2 separate regions of the Pan troglodytes genome follow, and region 1 is linked to region 2. Evidence: chromatin contacts called from public HiChIP or PLAC-seq data. All regions are on one chromosome and are shown on one strand. Each heading gives the region's core, a stretch centred on a gene start, on an enhancer-like site or on the middle of the called end of the contact. The rest is flanking DNA. Distances are from core to core; before and after follow the strand shown. Region 1 holds the start of GDF5 (growth differentiation factor 5). Region 2 holds the start of EDEM2 (ER degradation enhancing alpha-mannosidase like protein 2).

Evidence for each region. HiChIP or PLAC-seq counts read pairs in DNA pulled down with a chosen protein or histone mark.
Region 1: a contact with region 2 is called in an H3K4me3 HiChIP or PLAC-seq map of stem cell-derived excitatory neurons, with 10 times the contacts expected there. The contact joins the promoter of GDF5 here to the promoter of EDEM2 in region 2. A contact is called at or near these places in 1 of 7 Hi-C or Micro-C datasets (stem cell-derived neural progenitor cells) and 1 of 1 datasets of contacts at active chromatin or transcription factors (stem cell-derived excitatory neurons).

The regions. Positions count from the first base shown.
Region 1 is chr21:41,670,145-41,677,007 of NHGRI_mPanTro3-v2.0_pri, reverse strand. GDF5 (growth differentiation factor 5) reads left to right here and starts at 4,392. Exons shown (of 2, transcript XM_530287.8): 1 at 4,392-5,322. The coding sequence starts at 4,692.
Region 2 is chr21:41,381,947-41,388,749 of NHGRI_mPanTro3-v2.0_pri, reverse strand. EDEM2 (ER degradation enhancing alpha-mannosidase like protein 2) reads left to right here and starts at 3,752. Exons shown (of 11, transcript XM_514601.5): 1 at 3,752-5,295; 2 at 5,518-5,628. The coding sequence starts at 5,189.

The DNA of each region.
Region 1 (6,863 bases), core at 3,143-5,642, 290 kb before region 2:
GAGGCAGGAGAATCACTTAAACCCGGGAGGCAGAGGTTGTAATGAGCTGAGATTGAGCCACTGCACTCTTCACTCTAGCCTAAGTGACAGAGCAAGACTCTGTCTCAAAAAAAAAAAAAAAAGATGGGTATCAAGAGTTACCTTCGGGCTGGGCACGGCGGCTCATGCCTGTAATCCCAGCACTAGGGGAGGCCAAGCCACATACAGAGACATTGTGGTTGTTCAACTCGTTCATTTATTCACTCTCTGAGCTTACAAAATGCTTTTTTGTGGATCACCTGAGGTCAGGAGTTGGGACCAGCCTGGCCAACATGGTGAAACCCCATCTCTACTAAAAATACAAAAATTAGCTGGGCGTGGTGGTACACATCTGTAATCCCAGCTACTCAGGAGGCTGAAGCAGGAAAACCCCTTGAACCCGGGAGGCGGGGGTTGCAGTGAGCTGAGATCGCGCCATTGCACTCCAGCCTGGGTGACAGAGCGAGCCTCCATCTCAAAAAAATAAAAAAAGTTACTTTCGGCCACGTGTGGTGATTCACACATGTAATCCCAGCACTTTGGGAAGCCAAGGCGGGCAGATCACTTGAGCCCAGAAATTTGAGACCAGCCTGGGCAACATGGCGAGACCCTGTCTCTACAAAGAATACAAAAGTTAGCTGGGCATCGTGATGTGCACCTGTAGTCCTAGCTACTTGGAAGGCTGAGGTGGGAGGATCACCTGAGCCCCATGATCACGCCATTGCACTCCAACCTGGGCAACAGGTAAGACCCTGTCTCAAAAAACAACAATGAAAACCACTACCTTCATAGCATTGTCATGAAGATAAATAACACATAAATGCAATGGAGTACAAAACCCAGAGTCTAGTTGACTGGAATAAGTGCTTAAAAAAAAATAGCTATTATTGGCCGGGTATGGTGGCTTACGCCTGTAATCCCAGGACTTTGGGAGGCCGAGGCAGGCAGATCACAAGGTCAGGAGATCGAGACCATCCTGGCTACCACAGTGAAACCCCATCTCTACTAAAAATACAAAAATTAGCCAGGCGTGGTGGCACACACCTGTAGTCCCAGCTACTTGGGAGGCTGAGGCAGGAGAATCACTTGAACCCGGGAGGTGGAGGTTGCAGTGAGCCAAGATCATGCCACTGTACTCCAGCCTGGGTGACAGAGTGAGACTCCATCTAAAAAAAAAAAAAAGCTATCATTAACAATTGCCATTAATAGTTGATCACTTTATGCAATTTAATTTTATTTATTTATCTATTTTTTTAGTAGAGACAGGGTTTCACCGTGTTAGCCAGGATGGTCTTGATCTCCTGACCTCGTGATCCACCTGCCTCGGCCTCCCAAAGTGCTGGGATTACAGGCGTGAGCCACTGCGCCTGGCCGCAATTTACTTCATTGAATCTCCAACAAGAGTCCTGTGAGGTAAGCACTATCGTTATCACTGTTTAGAGTTTCAGAGAGGTTTAGAGGCTTCCCAAGATCACACAATACATAAATAGCAGAACCAAGCTTCAAAACCAGGTCTGTTTGTCTCCAGAATCCTTGCTCTTTATCAAGCCATGTACAGAGACATTGTGGTTGTTCAACTCATTCATTTATTCACTCTCTGAGCTTACAAAATGCTTAAGAAGTGGCAAGACAATTCTTCCCTTCAAGGAACTTAGAGTCTAATGGGAAAGGCAGGTTATGTCCACAAATAACTACACCTCAAAGTAGAAAATGATGATTTTTGTAAATAAGGGCCAGTTAGAGATTAATTTATTCATATAACACGTACTGAGAGCTGCTGTGTGCTGGGCCCTGTGCCAAGCACTGGGTATAATTCAAAGATAAATATGGCACAGTCTAGTCATAATCTAATGGGAGAGACAGGTATGTAAAGAAATTATTATAGTTATAAGGAATTAAGTTATGATTTTAAAATATGACAAAATACAGAGTGGAAGAAACAAACTGTGTTGGGATAGGGGGCAGAGGCAGAGACTGAATAAACTTTCAGCTGCCAAAAAATGTAAAAGAGCACAGAAAATGTGTGATGGCAGCTCAGGGGGAGTGTGCATTTTCTGGAGGATGCAAGAAGGCTTCATGGAGGAGGTGGCACGTGGGTTGGCACTTGTTTGATGGGTAGCTTTTAGTAGAGGGTTGAACCAGAAAGAGCCTGGAGGCCTAGAAGCCAGTTATAGGGGAGAATCATAGCGAGGCAAGCAATGAGGAGGACAGGGCAGTGATGGAGGTGGTGAGGAGGGAGTGAAGGGAGGGATGCCAGAGAGGACTGGTTCAGTGGGAACAAGCCTGTTTTTAATTTTTTTATTTTATTAATATTATTTATTTACTTATTTTGTGTGTGTGTGATGGACTCTAGCTCTGTCACCTAGGCTGGAGTGCAGTGGTGCGATCTCGGCTCACTGCAACCTTTGCCTCCACACCCGGCTAATTTTTTGTATTTTTGGTAGAGATGCCTGCAATCCCAGCACTTTGAGAGGCCAAGGTGGGTGGATCACTTGAGGTCAGGAGCTCGAGACCAGACTGGCCAACATGGTGAAACTCCGTCTCTACTAAAAATACAAAAAATAGATAGGCATGGTGGTGTGCACCTGTAGTCCCAGCTACTCGAGAGGCTAAGGCAGGAGAATCGTTTGAACCCAGGAGGTGGAGATTATAGTGAGCCAAGATCGCACCACTGCACTCCAGCCTAGGTGACAGAGTGAGACTCTGTCTCAAAAAAAAAAAAAAAAAAAAAAGAAGGAAGCCTATCTGACTATTGCTTCTCCCCCGCCATCCTTCTTACAGCGTGACAAGTGTTGTTGTAGAGAAATGTACAGAAGGGGTAATTGGCTCTGTCTGGAGACGAGGAAAGGCTTCCCGAAGGAGGTAAATTTTCAGCTAAACTTCTCAGGATGTGGAGTGCTTCCTCCAGTTGTGGGAGAGAGAGAGGAGGATATTTCAGGTGAAGCGAACAGCTTTCCCCGCTGACCCTGTGTTAAGTTGCCCAGGGGCTCTACGGCGAAGGTTCCCCAGAGGAAGGGATCTTCCATACTTCAATGAGGCACTTTAAGAAACCCTTGAGTTCAGCTGGAATTCAGACCTTCCAGAGCTACCAGAAAAACATCATGTGGGAAATTGGTGGCTCACGCCTGTAATCCCAGCACTTTGGGAGGCCGAGGCGGGCAGATCACGAGGTCAGGAGATCGCGACCATCCTGGCTAACATGGTGAAACCCCATCTCTACTACAAACATAAAAAATCAGCCAGGTGTGGTGGCAGGGGCCTGTAGTCCCAGCTACTGGGGAGGCTGAGGCAGGGGAATGGCGTGAACCTGGGAGGCAGAGATTGCAGTGAGCTGAGATCATGCCACTGCACTCGACAGAGCGAGACTCCGTCTCAAAAAAAAAAAAAAAAAAAAAAAAAAAGCGTCATGTGGGAAATGGCTTTTCCAGCCTCCTGTAGGGGCCGCTGCTGCCCCAGACTCTGCCAGTCTTTTCTAAGAAAACTCAGAGGACGTCTCTGCCGGGGTGGTGGTGGGGTACACCCTGGACCTGCCGCCATCCAAGGAGTGAACTTAAGGGCGGCAGTGCCCCCAAGCCTGAAGAATATGCACTCAGTCAATGGGATTTGGGGGTAGGGAGGGGGTGTAGTGGGCACTGATATTTTTCAGTCTCTGGGTCACCACAAGTTTATTAAAATAAAAGAAAATGTGGGTAAATGCTGCCATCTGTGCTGTCCCTACTCCCAATACACACACACAGGCACACACACACACAGACACACATAAACACACACACACACACACACACACGCATAACAAATCAGGTCCCAGACTAGATGCAGGAGTTGAAACTGCTTTAAAAACACTCTAAGGACTTAACTACAAACCCACACTCCCCATGCTTCTGGGGCTTAAGATCTTTGAGCTCATTCTTCAGCATCTCTCCTCGGGAAAGTGGGGTGGGCTGCTCCATGAGGTGGAGGTGAAGACCCCTGAGTCTGCCCCGTGGAGGGGGAGGCCCCCTAAGCCTAGAGTCCCGCTGCGGGGCTCCGTGCCAGGAGCCCCCGTGAGCCATGGCCTCGAAAGGGCAGTGGTGATTTTTTTCACATAAATATATCGCACTTAAATGAGTTTAGACAGCATGACATCAGAGAGTAATTAAATTGGTTTGGGTTGGAATTCCGTTTCCAATTCCTGAGTTCAGGTTTGTAAAAGATTTTTCTGAGCACCTGCAGGCCTGTGAGTGTGTGTGTGTGTGTGTGTGTGAAGTATTTTCACTGGAAAGGATTCAAAACTAGGGGGAAAAAAAAACTGGAGCACACAGGCAGCATTACGCCATTCTTCCTTCTTGGAAAAATCCCTCAGCCTTATACAAGCCTCCTTCAAGCCCTCAGTCAGTTGTGCAGGAGAAAGGGGGCGGTCGGCTTTCTCCTTTCAAGAACGAGTTATTTTCAGCTGCTGACTGGAGACGGTGCACGTCTGGATACGAGAGCATTTCCACTATGGGACTGGATACAAACACACACCCGGCAGACTTCAAGAGTCTCAGACTGAGGAGAAAGCCTTTCCTTCTGCTGCTACTGCTGCTGCCGCTGCTTTTGAAAGTCCACTCCTTTCATGGTTTTTCCTGCCAAACCAGAGGCACCTTCGCTGCTGCCGCTGTTCTCTTTGGTGTCATTCAGCGGCTGGCCAGAGGATGAGACTCCCCAAACTCCTCACTTTATTGCTTTGGTACCTGGCTTGGCTGGACCTGGAATTCATCTGCACTGTGTTGGGTGCCCCTGACTTGGGCCAGAGACCCCAGGGGACCAGGCCAGGATTGGCCAAAGCAGAGGCCAAGGAGAGGCCCCCCCTGGCCCGGAACGTCTTCAGGCCAGGGGGTCACAGCTATGGTGGGGGGGCCACCAATGCCAATGCCAGGGCAAAGGGAGGCACCGGGCAGAAAGGAGGCCTGACACAGCCCAAGAAGGATGAACCCAAAAAGCTGCCCCCCAGACCGGGCGGCCCTGAACCCAAGCCAGGACACCCTCCCCAAACAAGGCAGGCTACAGCCCGGACTGTGACCCCAAAAGGACAGCTTCCCGGAGGCAAGGCACCCCCAAAAGCAGGATCTGTCCCCAGCTCCTTCCTGCTGAAGAAGGCCAGGGAGCCCGGGCCCCCACGAGAGCCCAAGGAGCCGTTTCGCCCACCCCCCATCACACCCCACGAGTACATGCTCTCGCTGTACAGGACGCTGTCCGATGCTGACAGAAAGGGAGGCAACAGCAGCGTGAAGTTGGAGGCTGGCCTGGCCAACACCATCACCAGCTTTATTGACAAAGGGCAAGGTGAGGGGGTGGGGTGGCAGGGGCACGGCTCAGAGGGAGGGGCATCTGCATGAATGGAGGGGCTTTCAAAGCCCTGGCACTGCCCTGGTGGGAGACACTGTGTGCATCTGGCCCGGGGTGGGTGTCTGGGGACACTGACACATATCTCACACATAGCAGATCCTAGGCTGCCCACACATCAGGGCTGGAGGGCACCTAGGAAGCACCAGGTCCAACGCCTGCAAGGTGCAGAGTGGGCACTAAAGCCTAGAGAGAAGACAAGACCTGCCAGTTCGTGGCAGAGTTGGAGACCAGATTCCGAGACTTGATTACTCAGTTGTGCATCTGTATCTGCTGGGCTGGCCGAACTTTCCAAGCTCCAGAGGTTTGTAGGTGGTCTCAGACAGCAGAGAAAGAAATGAATCTTGAGGTCCCCATGCTTCTGCAACTTTGCCCTCAGGCAAGGGGCTAGAGGAGGCAAGAGAGGTGCACACAGTAAATGGGGCATCTTGGAGTCATGGAATGATGTTCAGATACATGGGGAGGGAGCAGACCCAGGGCCTAACTCGCAGTATGACCTTGGGAAAGCTCCTTCTCACTTGGGGTCTCCGTTTTCCCATCTGTACACCTATATGGGGTTGGACAGGGTGGTTTCTGAGAGCCCTTCCAACATGAAAACTTTAGGTCCTGTCCTGAACATGCCTCATTCTCCTCATTAACTCCAGAGACTACCTGCTCCCCTCTGTCTCTCTCGGCCCACCTAATGTTACTGTTGCAGCTTTTCCTCTCCACTTGCTGTGTGATCTAAGCAAGTCCCTCCCCCTCTCAGGGCCTCAGTTTCTTCCTAGTGTGAAGAGGGAGGTGGGCTGTTGGTCGCTCAAGTTGCCTGCAGCTCATTTGCTCTGGTCCTAGGCTGGCAGGGTGGGGGAGGGGTCAGAGGGTGGGAGAGGCTCCTCATTAGAGCTGGCCTGGAGGGGGCTGCCAGGGGGCGGGGGAGGCACAGAGGCAGCAGGTCTGGCTGAGGTGGGGGAGGTGGTCTGGCTGCCTGCCCAGCCAGGGAAAGCTGTGACCCCTTGGGGGCTCATAAAATAAGTCCGTGTGCCCCCCAGCACTAAGGGAGCTTGGAGAGGGGGAGATGGGGAGTTTAAAGGCCTAATTAGTCACCTTCTAGAGCAATATATGAAAGCTCCCCAATGGCAAACTGCTATTTAGGAAGGAGGGCATGCTGATTCGGAGATACTACTGAGCTTCTCACATACACATACATAGCCTTATGTTTATACACACATGCTGAATCACACATGTACATGCATGCTGACTCACACACACATGTGCTGAATCACACACGTACACACGTGCTGAATCACACACATATGTATGTGCACACACACCTTCTTACATACACACACAAGATCAATCATGCATATACATATATGTGCTCTTCATAATAGTCACACAAGCCCAATCATTTATACATATAATGCGTCATTAACATATACACTCTTTCATATTCACACATGAACCCAATCACACACATGCATACAACTGTAACATACGCACAT
Region 2 (6,803 bases), core at 2,503-5,002:
CTGAGCTTTTCCCTCTAACTTTCTAGCAAAAGGGAAGGAAATGTTGACCCTAAAACCACATGAAGCTAAAGCTAGAGGACACTGTAGCAGTTCGCCAGATCTCCATTGTTGAATTCTGTATTGGCCTTTTATTTATATATTTGTCATTATTTTCATTAATGCGTTAGAGTATAGGCTGTTTGGGTCCATATCTTGACTCTTCTACTTACTCGGTATGAGACATTGATTAAGTTGCTAAATCTTTCTTCAATTCTTTGAATCTGTGCTTCAGGTTTTTGGTTTATAAAATGGTGATAATGACACTTTCTCAGAGGGTTGTGGTAAGGATTAATGGTGTTGATGGATGTAAAGTACAAAGAACATTACTTGCTATGTAAATGTTCGCTATTATCAATACATGTGACTATTTTCTCCTTCTCCTTCTTCTTGTCCCCCTCCCCATCCCCCTCCTCTTCCTTGTTTAGTTGGCAAATAGTCAAATTCCATTTGGAATGCTGTCCCACTGTTTTATTCTGCTTCATGGATGTTTCTGGGGGAAATTTGTGCAGTCGATGTGTGTTGAATTCTGTTTTCTGATTTTTTGCAATAACTGTATGGATCTGTTAATATTTTCCTTGTGCTGAGAGATAGTCTCACTCTTTCATCTTCCAGATATGGAAACTGAGTCCCCAAAAGGGAAAATGACTTGCCCGAGATCACACAGAGATAGTGGATAAACAAGTAACAAGACCAAGGGTTTCCGACAACCAGTCCAAGTCTTGTTCCACTGAACACAGAGTCCGAGGACATTGGCCTCAGATACTGATGTGATCTGAGCTCCCTCCAAACTCTATTCACCCACAGGGAAGACTTGAACACCCTATGATTCCAAGTATTCTCCAATTGACATCTTCCCCTTCTAACAAAATTGCAAGCACTTCAAGGGAAAGGACTATGACTTGATTATTTTGGAATCTTAGTTATATGCTCAGCACTGTGCCTCAAACTTTTGAGGGTAGGAACTATTGCCTATAACACCTTGGATGACTCGGGGCAGATGCTCAGTAAATGGAAACAACTGCCCTGCCTTAAAAAAAAAAGAAGAGTTGGGGAGGCAGGGAAGAGAATTAATATGTATCAAGAACTTAAGATATACCAGTCACTGTGCTGAGAATGTTCACTTTCATTATCCCATTTAATTCCCAGAATTCCTTTATGGCCTCATCAATTTCTGTATTTTACAATAGGAAATTGAGTCTCAGAGAGGTAGGCAACTTACCCTGAGTCTCTTCACAAGTAAATGCTCAAGTGTGACACTTCACTGGTGGGTCATAACCTTCTAGAATCCAATATCATAAACACAGAGTGAGAGAAAGAAGAGTCCTGATACTTTCCAGAGGGTAAAACAATTTTTTTATTCTCATTAGAGAACTATGAAATTAGTCACATGAATTGTGAAAACTTAAGTCATGGTTTTATTTGTTCAGTGACAGTGTGGAAAATGACATCAAGCTAGAAAAAGAATATAAAGGAAAATCATGAGTGTTTCAATCTTGCTCATAAAGAGAGACCTATCGTTACCAAATCCAGGCAACCTGAACCCACCCTTCCTGCAAAAGTTTTATCCACACTAGAATTTTGAATGGGAGACAAAAAGATAAGCTATAGGATTTATAATATGGAGAAGGTGAATTTCGTCACAGGGAAAGGCCCAGGTCTGAAAAATATTTAGTCCCTGCGCTAGGCTGGAAACAGCCCCCTAAAGTCCAGGTCCTAATCTCTGGAAACTGTAAATGTTTCTCTATTTGGAAAAATGGTGTTTGTTTTTTTTTTTCCCTAGATGTGATTAAGTTAAAAATCTTGGAATGGGAGTTTATCCTGTATTATCTGGGTTGGGGAGGGGGCGGGGGGGGTCCTAAATGCAATTATAAATGTCCTTATAAGAGAAAAGCAGAAGGAGATGTGACACATCCACAGAGAAGGCGATATGAAGGCACGGGCACATACTGGAGTGATACAACCATAAGCCAAGGAATGCCAGCAGTCAGGAGAATCTAGAGAGGCAAGGAAGGGATTATCCCTTAGAGCCTTTGGAGTGGGTGTGGCCCTGTCAATAACTTAATTTTAGCCCAGTGAAATTGATTTCAGGCTCCTGACCTCCCAAACTGCGAGAGAATAAATTTCTGTTGCTTTAAGCCACTTGGTTTGTGGTAATTTGTTGCAGGAATCACAGGAAACGAATACAGTGCTCCTGTGTTGTTATCCAGGTCTCAGCTTACTGTCATCTCCTTTCCCTTCCATTTGGAAGCCCCAAGAAGAGTTTTTGTTTGTTTGTTTGTTTGTTTTGTTTTTTTTTTTTTGAGGCAGAGTATCGCTCTGTCTCCCAGGCTGGAGTGCAGTGGCCTGATCTTGATCTCGGCTCACTACAACCTCTACAACCTCCACCTCCCGGGTTCAAGCGATTCTCCTGCCTCAGCCTCCTGAGTAGCTGGGACTACAGGCGTCTGCCACCACTCCCGGCCAATTTTTGTATTTTTAGTAGAGACAGGGTTTCACCATATTGGCCAGGTTGGTCTTGAACTCCTGACCTTGTGATCCGCCCACCTTGGCCTCCCAAAGTGCTGGGATTACAGGCGTGAGCCACCGCGCCCGGCCAAGAAGAGTTTCTAAAAACATCCCAGGCTGGGTACGGTGGCTTATGCCTGTAATCCCAGCACTTTGGGAGGCCGAGGTGGGTGGATCACCTGAGGTCAGGAGTTCGAGACCAGCCTGGCCAACATGGCGAAACCCCTTCTCTACTAAAAATATAAAAATTAGCTGGGCGCAGTGGCAGGCGCCTGTAATCCCAGCTACTCAGGAAGCTGAGGCAGGAGAATCACTTGAACCCAGAAGGCGGAGGTTGCAGTGAGCTGAGATAGCACCACTCCAGCCTGGGTGACAAGAATGAAACTCCATCTCAATAAATAAATAAATAAATAAATAAATAAATACATCCTAATATTTACTGAGTGTCTCTTCTGCCAGACACTATGCCAGGCACTTTACATGCAATAGCTCACCAAATCCTCACAATCCTATTAACTAGGTACTAATATTATTCCTATTGTACAGATGAGATAACTGAGGCTCAGAGAAAAACTGGCAGGGTCACATCCTAACAGGTGATGAAGCTCGTACTCCAACTCAGGTCTGCCCAAATATAAAGCCCATACTTTTAGCCTCTAGGCTATATCACCTCAATCTCTCTGGGTTGTCAGGGATTTAATTCTGTCAACGGATAGCATTTTGAGACACTTACTTGGGGGATGTTTTCAGGGATGTGGGACCAAAGGAGACAAAGCCTGGCTGCACTCTGGCTCAACAAACTGAGCTATCACTTCCATCTGACTTTTTCAGCAAATAGGAGATAGCCAATCCTAGAATCATAGAAAGCTCGACCGAAAAGGATCTCAAAGATCCATTTGTTCAAACTCCTCATTATTTATAGACAAGGATGCTAGCCCCAGAGAAGGAGAGGGTCACATACACTGGTTATAGATGAGTGACAGAGTTGTAATTAACTGGATCCTAGATCTGACTTCAAATCCAGGGTTGGTTCTACCGCATGTCACACTGACCAAAGTCATGGGTGTTGCTGTGGTCTAAGGTGCTGACCAAATTTTAGAAACTTGGGAATAAGGGAAATGGAGAAATGGATCATAAACCTCCTGAAAGCTATAGTGCCCTAGGGTAGTCATTCATCTTTTTTTTTTTTTTTTTTTTTTTTGATATGGAGTTTTGCTGTTTTGCCCAGGCTGGAGTGGAGTGGCGCGATCCTCGCTCACTGCAACCTCCGCCTTCCGGTTTCAAGCGATTCTCCGGCCTCAGCCTTCCGAGTAGCTGGGATTACAGGCACCCGCCACCACCCCTGGCTAATTTTTGTATTTTTAGTAAAGACGGGGTTTCACCATGTTGGCCAGGTTGGTCTCTATCTCTTAACCTGAGGTGATCCATGCACCTCAGCCTCCCAAAATGTTGGGATTACAGGCGTGAGCCACCGCGCCCAACCAGAGTATTCATTCTTACCTAAGACATTCTACAGGGCTGATGGGGTAAGCTTCCGGTTTGAGATGGAGACTGAAGGGACCATGATTGTGTAACCACATCCCAAATTGGGAGGAGAGAAATGTCATGAATTCCTAGAACTGACGGGATTTCAGGAAACCTCAAGAGTGACAGCATCGGAAAATGCAAGAGGTTTAAAAAAAAAAAAATTGAAGTTTTGGACAAATAAATGTGAGTTGTATCTTATACAATCAACAAGTAACTGGTTTGGGAAACTCAATATCCCTAAATAAGGGAGCAGACCACCCCTCATATTGTCTTATGCCCAATTTCTGCCTCAAAGAAAATGCAGGAGTTAAAAGAAAGACAGAAGTGAAATCAGTAGTCAGACAGCCCCGCGCTGCATTCCAGGCCTGGTAATTAAAGATCGACCCCTGACCTAACCGGTTATATTATCTATAGATTCCAGACATTGTATGGAAAAGCATTGTGAAAATCCCTATCCTGTTCTGTTCCGTTCTGATTACCGGTGCACCGGTAATCAGTCACGTACCCCCTGCTTGCTCAATCAATCACGACCCTCTCACGCGGACCCCCTTAGAGTTGTAAGCTCTTAAAAGGGACAGGAATTGCTCACTCGGGGAGCTCCGTTTTTGAGAAGTGAGTCAGCTGACGCTCCCGGCCGAATAAAGCTCCTTCCTTCTTTAACCCGGTGTCTGAGGAGTTTTGTCTGCGGCTCGTCCTGCTAGATAATAATAGTAAAGGCTGAACATTTCTCATGCTTACCCTGCCTTCATACTTAATAAGGTTGTTGAAAAAAATGAGAGAATGCATTTTAAATGCTCCGTACAGTACTAGTACACAATAAGTGCTCAATACATGCTAGCTGTTATTATTAAAACATTAATTAATAACAGTAGTAACAACAGCCACTGACTTTAAGACACGTTGATCAGTGTTGCGGAAACCGTATATCCGAAGTTGCTCTTCGGCCGCGTTTCACTGCCCATTGCATTCTGGGGCTTGTAGTCCGGAAGTGAGAGGCTGATTTCTCAGCGCGCAGGCGCAGTGGCGCGGATCCCCGGAAGAACCCGCAGCAGCTCCCAGGATGAGCTGGTTGCAGTGGCTGCTGCTGCTGCGGGGGCGCTGAGAGGACACGAGCTCTATGCCTTTCCGGCTGCTCATCCCGCTTGGCCTCCTGTGCGCGCTGCTGCCTCTGCACCATGGTGCGCCAGGTCCCGACGGCTCCGCGCCAGATCCCGCCCACTACAGGTGAAGGAGGCCAGGTTCCCGCCCTTTCGCAGTTGGGGAATGGGAAGCGCGAACCGGGTCCTTTCCCTTTCCGTCCATCCCAGACCCCGACTTGCTCCGACCCAGCCGCTAGGTCCCAGGGAGAAATCAGCTAGTGATTCCCACTTTCCGCCCTGTATCTTGTTCTTCCCCCGCTTGTTGTTGTGTTCTTGCCCCATGCCTGATTTCTCGTCCCCCACCCAGGGAGCGAGTCAAGGCCATGTTCTACCACGCCTACGACAGCTACCTGGAGAATGCCTTTCCCTTCGATGAGCTGCGACCTCTCACCTGTGACGGGCACGACACCTGGGGCAGGTAGTGCGAGCGGAGGGGCAAGGGGCGGCCAGGGTCTGACTCTCTGGGCCTCGGCGGGCGGGTCAGCTGGGGCTGGTGGCTTCATGGTCTCCTCACCGGCACCAGAAAGCTCCCAGCTGAGCTAGAGCCGCGCTCCCCGCAATTCTTACTATCACCTCCAGGATCCACTTAGCCTCTCGCAGTGAAAAAAAAGTCCTGGATTAGCCGGGTGGGCTGGATCGCTGGGCTCAGCCCCAGCAGTAACAGGCATCAGCTGTGGGGACATAGGCAATTTCTGGAGTAACAAGATACCGTGGAAGGGCTCCAAGAATTAGAAAACCCACCCCTTTCATTATGTAGGTGGGCATTCAGATCCAGGAAGGAGTGTGACACTCCTAAAACTTAAGTCTTTGTAGTTGGTGTGCCCCGTGCCTGAAATACACTCTCCCCGTTTTCCTCCCATCACTGGCTGCTGCTTGTCATTCAGATCTCAGCTCAGTATCTTAATACCCCTATGAGTTAGGTGCCATTATCCCTGTTTTACACACGAATGTGCTAAGGTCGGGAGAAATTAAGTAAACTCAAAACTTGTGATGGTTTTTATTTTTTTAAGTTGAAACAAAGTAAATACAAATGGCAAATTCAAGTGGTAAAAAATTATATACAATAAATATCTCCCATACCCTAGAATTCCAACTATTAACTTTCCTTTGTATCTGTCCAGAAATATTCTTGGTTTATACCATTATATATATAGATGTGTGTATGTGTATCTTTTTAAAATGAACTTCTTAAAGGCATAATTTACGTATAATAAAATACACTCTTTTTTTTTTTTGAGATGGAGTTTCGCTCTTGTTACCCAGGCTGGAGTGCAATGGCGTGATCTTGGCTCACTACAACCTCCGCCTCCTGGCTTCAAGCGATTCTCCTGCCTCAGCCTCCCAAGTAGTTGGGATTACAGGAGCCCACCACCACACCCGGCTAATTTTTTTGTGGAGACCGGGTTTTGTCATTTGGCCAGGCTGGTCTTGAACTCCTGACCTCAGGTGATCCACCCACCTAGGCCTCCCAAAGTGCTGGCGGATTACAGGCATGAGCCACCGTGCCCAGCCTACACTCGTTTGAAGTGACCACCGTCACAGTCAAGATATGAAACACTTCTGTCACTTTAAAAAGTTCCCTTGTGGCCCTTT